2 separate regions of the Xenopus laevis genome follow, and region 2 is linked to region 1. The links are chromatin contacts, called in public Hi-C maps. All regions are on one chromosome and are shown on one strand. Each heading gives the region's core, a stretch centred on a gene start, on an enhancer-like site or on the middle of the called end of the contact. The rest is flanking DNA. Distances are from core to core; before and after follow the strand shown.

Region 1 (5,129 bases), core at 693-3,192:
TTATAGACTGCATTCTGGACTAACCAAGCAATCGGTATGTTCGTGTTTGGCCTTTGCATCCCGTATTTTCTTGCCCAGAAGAAAAAGCAGATATGTAATATATCTCCCTCAGCCTAACCCATGTTGTCTATCAGGAAGAGTCAGCATGAGTCGTTTGGTTGTTAAACGGGCAAATATCAGGGCCATACAATAAAGACTATTTGTGAAAGTGAGATTTTATAAGAGATCATGTACCCCCTATTGTTAAGTATGAATATATTACATCACTTAGCATATGGATATGCATATGGACTGTGCTATTGTCTAGGAGCAGTTGTGCCTATGGCTTTGCAGCACAAGGGATTTGCAAAATGGCAGACTGGCCAAACCAAATGTAAACTTCAGATGGATTATTTTTCACTTCCAAAGATGTCACCAAATATGAGGTTAAATTGTCAGTCTTTCCGTGTAGATAATGTAACATAATAAGGATTATTCTCACTCCGTATTTTCGTGTCTGTTGAAAGTGATAAACGTTTCCTCCCATCGTCAGAGCTGCGTTGGTTCATTGTTGGAAATTGCTCATTTTATAAAGTGCTGTTTCATGAATAAGCTACATATATTATGTGAGTCCTGTACAGATTACAGATATACTAATCATTTATTATGGAGTTTATTCAATAAAGTTCATTTTACCAGTATCCACTGGGTTCCTTTTCCATGGGAAGAAAACAGAATGTAGCCAATGGCTGGTAAACTCAACAGAGTTCATTTATTGTGCTTCTACAGGGAGGCCCATGGGCAGGTTGTGTCCCTCTAATAGGCTTTCATAGCTCCAGCATGCAATCTCCATAGATATGGTTTAGTGATGTGTGGGTTGACCCATAACCCACGGTGACCCGTGGGTTGACCATCGGTTGGGCAGGTACAGGTTGAAATTTGGTTAGCTATTACAGATTATGGTTGGGTGCAGGTCAGACCAGGGATGTACACTGCTCCCGAAAAGTCCCTGTCTTGGAACCAGAGGTGCACACAGAAGTAGTGTACAGACCAAAAAGATGCGGGTACAAGTTGGGTGCGAATCCTACAATGGTAACATTTTGTAGATTAAGGTTTTGTGGGTTGGAATCATGTGCGGATTGTGTTTTTACTGACCCGCATATCACTTTTACGGTTGTATGACAGTTTCTTTTAAAATTCGAGACCCCCCAAAAATGAGACAGGGGTGTGGTTAGGGTTGCCACCTTTTCCGGAAAAAAATACTGGCCTTCCTATATATTTATCATTTTCCCCTATTAATAACATTGGGATCAACCATCATTTTTACCGGCCAGATGGCAACCATAGGTGTGGTCCCAAACCACATTTTGTACCTCATTGGTTTAACTATAGGGGTGCAGACCTGATGGGGAGTCTCAGGTGACCCATGCTTGTGTGCACTGCTTGGTGGTCTGGACCCATGAAATTAAGCTGTTGACCATACTCCCAGTTTAGCATAGCTGCAAGGGTTAAGGTGGCCATACATGGGCCGATAAAAGCTGCAAACAGACCAAGTCTGTAGCTTATTGGCGCCGGGTATGGGGCCCTCCGACAGGCTTCCCAATCGATATCTGGCCGAAAGTCAGCCAGATGTGAATCGGACAGGACTAAAAATCCTCAACCGGCCTAGCGCTGGCTGAGCGTGCACATGCGCGAGTTGACGCTGGCACGCAGAAGCGTGAATCGCTGTGCGCAGAAGATATGCGACCGGACAATGGGGTAGGCGACAAGAGCAGGTACGTGCCTGGCGCCTCCCCAACTTTGCACCCTAGGCACGTGCCTACTTTGCCTACCCCTTGGCCCAACCCTGGCGGGCGCATCTGTACATTGATGCGGTCCAGCAATCCAACCGCCTAATTACTTAGTCGGTTGTTTCTTTGAAACCCCTGAATAAGGTTGATTTCCTTCTTACTTACCAGTGCTTTGGGATTTGATCTGGAGAAAGCTTACAAAGTGCTAATTGTGCACAAGGTACAGCTTGCTGCCCAAGGCAACCCAATCAACTCGGAATTATTAGGGGGAATTTGTGATTTCTATGCTAATATTTCTGTTTTCTGAAAGATAAATGGAAAGGGGGTGTCATCTGAGTAAAGGTAAATATTTGCATAAGGGACCTCACACCTGCCCTGCCTAAAAGGGATACTATTATCACATAATTATCCCCTTTGTTCTGATTCAACTTGAGCTCTTCTTTCTAGCAGCCCCATAGTTGAATAAGACAAAGACCCCCTGAGGCAACACACATAAATGAACCTGACAGATAAAGGGGCCTTTAGCTGTCCCATGTAATGAGAAAAATATACTTCCCCAGGCAAGGACTTTTTCCATCAGCCCTTATATATACAAATGAATCCACCACTTAAATACTTAAAGTCCAATCATGACATCTTTAGGGAGCCTAATTAGCTATGGCACAACATATCACCATAGTCCCAATTAGGTCAGCTTAGATCAAACCTGCTACTACCAAGCAGTTATGATAAAGGATTCTGTTATATGCCTGGATCAATCCACTGTATCCCCTAAACTGTTACCATTTTCCATCTACAACAAGTAATACAGCCATCTTTGAATTCATTTTAGCTAATTAGATGCTGGTTCCTTTCTGAAGACTGTTATAGTCTGTCCTATGTGTTATTGGGCAGCAGGGCAATTATGTACCAACTAAATGGGAAGTGTCAAGGATTTGTCTCTGTAGAGACCCTGATCTGTTCTACTGTCCTTCCAGATACGGCATAGATTGGGTATGCACCTTCAGACCATGTGAAACCCATAGCTAGAACTACAATTATGGTGTAAAAGAAACAATCGACAGTAGTCATGTGTGGCTAATTTTATAACAGGGATGGAAAGTACATACAGCAGATATTTACATATCTGACCGGCGCCTTGGCAATTTTCAGGAGGTTCATCGCATGCGCAGTTGCCGATAAACAAAAAAATTACTCCAAAAGCGCATGCGCCACTTCGTCGGTCACATTCCGAAGATTCCCGAAGAGAAGAAGATGGAGCCCGTGAACTCCGCTGGACAGAATCTGCACGGAGGGGTAAGTAAAAAGTTAGGGGCATTTGCCGGGGGGCAGCTAGGCTGAGGGGGAGGAGGAAGAGGGTTTGTTTCTCCTTTAAGAGATGGGATGACCTGTAGCTCAATCTCTCGTGAGCCTGCAGCTTTCTTTTAGGCAGAGGAGAAACACAGACACCATGCTTCTCTTGCTACAAGAAAAGACAAAACTTCTGCATTAGCAGACAAAAATCATGTTACATGACACTGTATCAGTATCAGATCAGTATGGGACCTGTATGAGAGCACACACATTAATACATATCTTAAAGAAACAGTAACACCAAAATATGTAAGTGTTTTAAAGTAATGAGAATATTATGTAGTGTTGCCCTGCACTGTTAAAACTGATCTATTTGCTTCAGAAACACTACTATAGTTCATATAAACAAGCTGCTGTGGAGCAGTGGCGGAAATTGAAAAACGGCTATATGGCACAGGTTAACTAATGGATAACAGATAACATCATTAGACAGACAGAGCTTATTTGCTATCTGCTGTGTAACCTGAGCTTTTTCTCCTTTGAAAGGCTGCCCCCATTGCTACACAGCAACTTATTTATATAAACAATAGTAGTGTTTCATAAGCAAACACACCAGTTTTACCAGTGCAGGGCAACACTGCATTATATTTTCATTACTTTAAAACACTTTTATTTTTTGACGTTACTGTTCCTTTAATACTTACCTCATGACCCTGGACTTCCTTTTCCTCCACTTGCTGCTGGCCTGAGTCTTCGCTCAATCCCGGCAGCCATACACCCTACAATGATGATCTTTCCCACGACCATTGGTCATACAAAAGATCTTTCGTCCACTAACGTTAAGAGCTGAATCGTCAGATATTTAGGTAAAAACAAAAACAATTATTTAGCTCTTTCTGACAATTCAGCATTAATGTTGCAATTTTCAGGCACCATTAACATTTTCAGTCCTGCTCGACCGACGAGACGACCTATATCCAAGGATTTTTACCGACAGGTGCTGGGCCAGACCCTCACCCTGGATAATCTTCCTGTTGCGGCAAAAAAAAAACGGGCACACGCGTTAAACCACGCATGCACATTAAAAATCACGCACGAGCACGTGTATGACCACCTTTAGGCACAAAACTGTCATGGAGTTTTCCCCCCGGAGCCCTAAGAGACAGAGACATTGAAGCTGAAGTTTATTGACAGACACTTCTAACCTGACCCGAGATAAAGTGCTTTTAGACGCTTTTCCTTCTGTGACATTGAGAATGAGGCCCCTACCTTGAGCTTCAGCATCTACAAGTAAACTCAGTAGTGCCTGAGCAGGATTTACGACTCTCTCTTCTATAAAAAAAAATCCATTATCTATTACAAGGTCAGTTTTAGAATTTATGACAGAATTTATAAGTTGTGTTTTTAGTTATTAAAGACACAGTAAAGGTATACATCTAGGGGCCTATTTATCATGTTGTGTAAAAATTGGAGGAAAACAACACCGGTGATGCTGCCCATAGCAACCAATCAGATCTAAGCTTTTGGTTTCTAACTTGTAGGTGAGAATTGCTGATTGGTTGCTTCATTGGTGATGTCATACCTCCCAACATTTGGAAAATAGAAAGAGGGACAAAAAGATTTCCTGTGGGGGAATGCTTTTGACCACACCCATTTTATGGCCACACCTCCTAAATACCACATCCATTTTACAAAATTAGGGTCATGTTTTATGTGTTATTACAGTTTTGCTAATGAAGGCAACGTTACACTTGTATCTTTGCTTATCTTAAAATGTTACAAATATTAACAACTGTAAGTGCAGCTGCCATATAGTCTGGGCTCTCTGCCAAAAGCCTCTAATTAAGAAACTTTGTATCTTTTTCAGTGCAGGAGATCAAAGAGAAAGTCCAGGGCATTTCAGTAATAACCCGGGACTGCGGGCTGAGCTGTCAAAATCAGGACTGTCCTGCGTAAAACGGGACAGTTGGGAGGTATGGGTGATGTTTTCCTCCAATTTTTACACTGAATGATAAATAGGCCCCTAATGGATTCAGTGTCGGACTGGGATGCCAGGGGCCCACCAGA
Region 2 (5,162 bases), core at 559-3,058, 94 kb after region 1:
CTCACATTGGATAGTAAATGAGAGCTCTATAACATTCTGACAGTGACACATGAAATTTCCCCAACATTAGAGAAATTGAGAGCTCGCTAACATGTTTCCAGCTGATGATATGTGACAGTACCCTGATATTATTGTAATAGGTAGGTAATTAATCAGCATTCACAAACATTCTGACACAATATTAAATTAGTGGAATAGATAGGGGTGCTATAGACTTATGTATATTGGCTGATTACAGATGTCTCCGTCTAGTTCTGACCCTATTGCTCCTGTTTGAAGCCTGATAATGTATAGTGCGGTGGTGGTCACTGAGAAACTGAAGAAGGGCTGGCAGTCTACATTGACTGAGCTGCGAGACTCGGACATGTGGAGGCAGCTGCACTGGAATGGGTTGTATTAAACTATTCCATTAATCCACCGGCACATTAATTTGCTGGCTAGTGGAGAGCTGTCCTCAAAGGATATGTTTTATGGTCACCCATGATTTATATCTGATCTAATCAGTGCTGGAAGCCTGCAACAGTACAACATGGTGGCAGATTCTAAGACGTTAAATGAGGGCCAACAGACTGTTTGAAATAAGTTTACTCTTAGATTACTTTAATGGCATACCATTTTTATATGTGTTATTATTGTTACAGAATTTGATGGTACATGAGAGTTCTCTATTATTCTGGTAGTTCATGGAATATAAAAATAATTGGTAGTTCATTTTCTCCACTGATATTATAGCAGTTAAAAGTATGAATCTCGATTCTGAAATTTAATAAAAAAATAAAAGTGCCTTAACATGATTGTAGTTTGTGGTACATCAAAGTCAATTACATTAGCAGCATATCAGAAGTCTTATGCAGCTCGATAAGCTTGCATTTTTTAATTATCTAAGTTCGTCAATAAAGGTAGCACTTACTCTAAATTTTCCTCTCCAATATTATGGCAGTTGAAAAATAGCTCCTTAACATTTTGACATTTCAAAGTACGGCTTCCTGTTACTCCTCGCATTTCCCTTCCATTTTTACTTCCATATATGTTTCCTATTTAATGCTCAATATTGTACAAGCAATATGAAAAAAAAAAGAAATATATATATATATATATATATATATATATATATATATATATATATATATATATATATATATATATACACATACATAAATACAGACTTTCAATACATTGGTCAAGTGAGTTTCTAAAGTGATTTTTATACTCACATCTTGGAATATAGACAGATCCTGGTTGCAGAGTTCTGGAGGAGAGAACTGTTTCCTCTCGTCCTCCTGCAAGTGTTTAGCTGAAAGAAGACACATAGTGATCATCTCTGCACAGGACATCATGGTGAAGCTGGGGAAGATCTGGTGATTTTTTCCAGATGTAATGCCAATAACAGGTGTTGTGCTGGTGCTTTAAGGTGCCGGGCTGGCAGGGATGCTGTAAATTCTAGTGCTAAAGAACTAATGCAAAGCAGGGTAAGGAAGCTGACGTGGGGTCAGAAGGAAGAGCACTGGATCCAAGGTCATAGAACGGGTTGTGTGCTCACTACATAGGGGGTAATAAAAAATACAACAGGTATCAGGGCTTAAAACACAAACAGTTTCAAAATGTAAAAAGGAAGAAAATATGGCGCTTAGAGAGCTGTGCACAAAGCAGAAATTTGTTGATGGAGTACAGTAAAAAAAGAACAGTTCCTGGGATGCAAGGCTGAGTTTCCAAAGCTACAGAGTAGATGCCACGGTCCTCACACGCTGCAGTGATGCACAGTGCATTGGATACAAAGATGCTATTGAACTGCTTGTCAGCTTCCCTACTGCAGGGGATATAGGACCCCTCCTCTTCCATTTCGATTGGCCCTGCCGTTCCCTATGCACTTAACAGATCCAATTGCAAGCTTACCTACACCTCTGGTTAGCTGGAGCATGGTATGGCAACACAAGCATAATTCAGAGCAGTGACAACAGGCATAATATAATTCTGTAGGTAATCATTTCAGCAAATGGATTTTTCTCGGATGCAAAGAATGTATGAACAATTGATTTTTCGGTACCCTTAAAGAAAATCTATCATCTATCTATGTCTGCCCAAATAGCTTATGCTGATGGATAGATAGATACTATCTATCTATCTATCCATACATCCATCCATCCATCTAATTCTCCCAGCTAGCTAATGCGGATGATATCTATCTACTTATCCATTTTATTCAGCCCAGCTAGCTAACTCTGATGGTATTTTTCTACCGATCCATCTATCTAATTTTCCCAGCGTGCTAATGCTCATATCTATCTATCTATCCTTCTTATTCTGCCCAGCTAGCTAACTCTGATGGTATCTATCTATATATCTATCTATCATCTAATTCTCAAAGCTAGCTAATGCTGATATCTATCTATCCATCCATGATCTATCATCTAATTCTCCCAGCTCGCTAATGCTGATGATATCTATCCACCTAATTCTGCCCAGCTAGCTAACTCTGATGGTATCTATCTATCTATCTATCTAATCTTTCCATCCATCTAATTCTGCAGAGCTAGCTAACTCTGATGGTATGTATGTATGTATGTATCTATCATCTATCTCTGCCCAGCTAGCTAACTATGAAGGTATCTATCTATCTATCATCTATCTATCTATCTATCTAAGTCCAAAGGTGCACTCCGTTAACTCTGTAACGACCTGGTGCCAGCCAAAAAGTAGTAGATATTTGCAAGAAGAGCAACACTCACAGGGTAGTTTTCATTGCAGGCAAAACGTTTCGATCCCCCACAGGGAAGGAAGGAAGCCTAGTATACTATGCACTCTCTTACTCCAAAGGTATACGGGCAAAACAATTGCACAGGGTCCACTGTAGGAATGTAGTGGTCTCCCATCCCTATGTATAAATGTGTCCATGTGTTGATTAATGGACGAGCCATCCATTAATCCTGTTTTAGTATATTATCCCATTACGACTAAACATAATAGGGGAGAATCACTTATTTAATGTTTAAGCAACAATGTAAAAGAAAGAGCCTAATTTGGGACTGCGTATTATGAATTTGATCATTGATCTGGCTAAATAGATTGAGTCTGACAGTAAAAGGTAATGTTACATATATGTATATCCTGGTCATAAAGTCAGATCAGGATACTGCATATCTGCAGGGTGAATGCATATTGAAAAGGCTGGGAAGGACACTGGAGATATCAATCAATACAGAGATATATACGATGATGTATTACTGTAGCAAAGTAAATACATTGACATGAAATGGGAAAATCTTAGTGGAACAATTTAGGAAATAATGTGGTAGGTCATTAATCATGGCTCCGTAGCTTCACAGAGACTATTATGAGCTGCCATAACAACCCCAGTGCCTGATGATGGTGGTACCATAGGTTTGTTGAAACAGAGAAAGAAGGTAGCCATGTAACTCATGTCTAATACTAGGGATAGGCTGGTGTTATGTACAGGTTGACATCACACTAAGGGACAACACCAGGTACATTTTAAAACACAAATTAACCTCAAAAATAAAAATTGTGCTTAGTGATGTAATCAGCAATAATCTGAACTTAGTGAGATCGCTTGTGTCTTGTGTCAGGAAAAAATTTTTTCCTCCTCAATCAAAAAAAAAAGGAATCTCAAAAGTCAGCTCGGTCCCATGATCTGTAGAAAAGCACTGGTTTACCGTTATGCTCTTATATGGTAATAGAAATGTGTTAATTCTAATATCCTTATAATTTACAGTATGGGTACATGAGTAAAACTGGCCATAGACGCAAAGATCCGATCGTACGAATCTACGTACGATCGGACTTTCCCATCTCCCGACCTGCCACTAACCATTCAGATCAAAGTCTTACCATTCCGACCAAATAAAGTAGTAAAAGAACAGATCAGCCGATGTTCTGCCCGACAGCAACCGTACGATAGACAAAGCTAGTGACACTGAAAATCGTACGATTGGCAATACACGCAGCGATATTATCGTCTGCCGACAGAAATTTTCTAACCTGTCTGATCGTCCAAACGAGCGATCTCCGCCGGACGAAAAATGTCGGGACTCTCCACACACAGCCCGAAAAGCGTACGAATCCTCGATTCGTACGATCGGATCGTTGTGTCTATGGCCAGCTTAATACTTGTTATCTTACGATGTTACCTGACCTGTACAACTCAGCCTGCAGCCTTAAGCATTTGTATGGTGATGGAATTCCACCATGACTTCTAATGCCCTTGTATCTTACAACCTGGATCCATTATTCCCTGTATAGAATAATACAATACATTTGAATTATTTAGCATTATGGGGAACTGCTATATGAAGACTCAGCAGCAGACACTGCTATGCCTACACATATCTAATGAAAAGCAGCAAACCCAGATTTACCGATTCATATAGTGCAGTACATGAGCGAAATTAAATGACCCCAGTGATTATTTGGTGACACTGAGACAAATGCAGGGAACACTCTTCCGATGCATCCCAGAATTCTTTGCTGTGCTGATTCTTATTGTACACAGAAGATCCTGTGGAATAGATGAAAACTATTCTGATCAAACCAAGCCATTTGTTATTTGATTCCCCAGTGTTCTGATATGTCAAAGGCATTTTGTGGCAGCTACCAATCTCTTCTGGTTTCATAAAAAAAAAGTCCTTACATAAACCCTCGTCATATCAGATCCCTTTATAAAATCAAATAATTTTACATAAAATATCATGGATTGGTGACAAAATAGAACACAAAATTCTATCAGCTGTTGGATGAAAATAAACAGGTATAAACAGTATGACTGCATTATTCCTTTGAAACTGAAACTCATTATCCATTTCCTCATTGCATTAACTGTATTCTTCCGAAAACAAGGGTTTCCATTTTTCAATAAAAAAGGAGTAAAATCCTTAAACATTAACCTATCCAATGTAAAAATGGGACAATAGAAAGTGGATCAGGATCAGGGGTGCTTTCAGTAAAATAAATGGGGGATAAAACTATTTGCAGGGAAGAAGAATCACTTCTCTGGAAGTGCTGACAATCATTTGCCTTGAAGCAATAGTGGGAAGTAATGCAGTGTTCATCTTAAATAAATAAACAAATCAGGCTTTTCTCTCCAGGTGTACTCGGCATAGCAGCTGCAAGCATTTAGATATCTAGCATCTATTATTCATAAAGATGCC

Evidence for each region. Hi-C and Micro-C count contacts between places; a contact is called where the count stands out from the background.
Region 2: a contact with region 1 is called in a Hi-C map of the XL177 cell line, with 3 times the contacts expected there. The contact joins the promoter of necab3.L here to the enhancer-like site in region 1. A contact is called at or near these places in 2 of 4 Hi-C or Micro-C datasets (the XL177 cell line and the XTC cell line).

The regions. Positions count from the first base shown.
Region 1 is chr9_10L:45,280,554-45,285,682 of Xenopus_laevis_v10.1, forward strand. cbfa2t2.L (CBFA2/RUNX1 translocation partner 2 L homeolog) reads left to right here. Exons shown (of 11, transcript NM_001086057.1): 11 at 1-680. Among protein-coding and RNA genes, the nearest start is that of cbfa2t2.L, 27 kb to the left of the region's middle. Within about 2 kb of position 1,943, at least 1 of the 7 cell types and tissues checked has an H3K27ac peak or open chromatin away from gene starts, as enhancers often do.
Region 2 is chr9_10L:45,374,645-45,379,806 of Xenopus_laevis_v10.1, forward strand. It overlaps necab3.L (N-terminal EF-hand calcium-binding protein 1), which reads right to left and starts at 1,809. Exons shown (of 13, transcript XM_041576214.1): 1 at 1,215-1,809. The coding sequence starts at 1,337.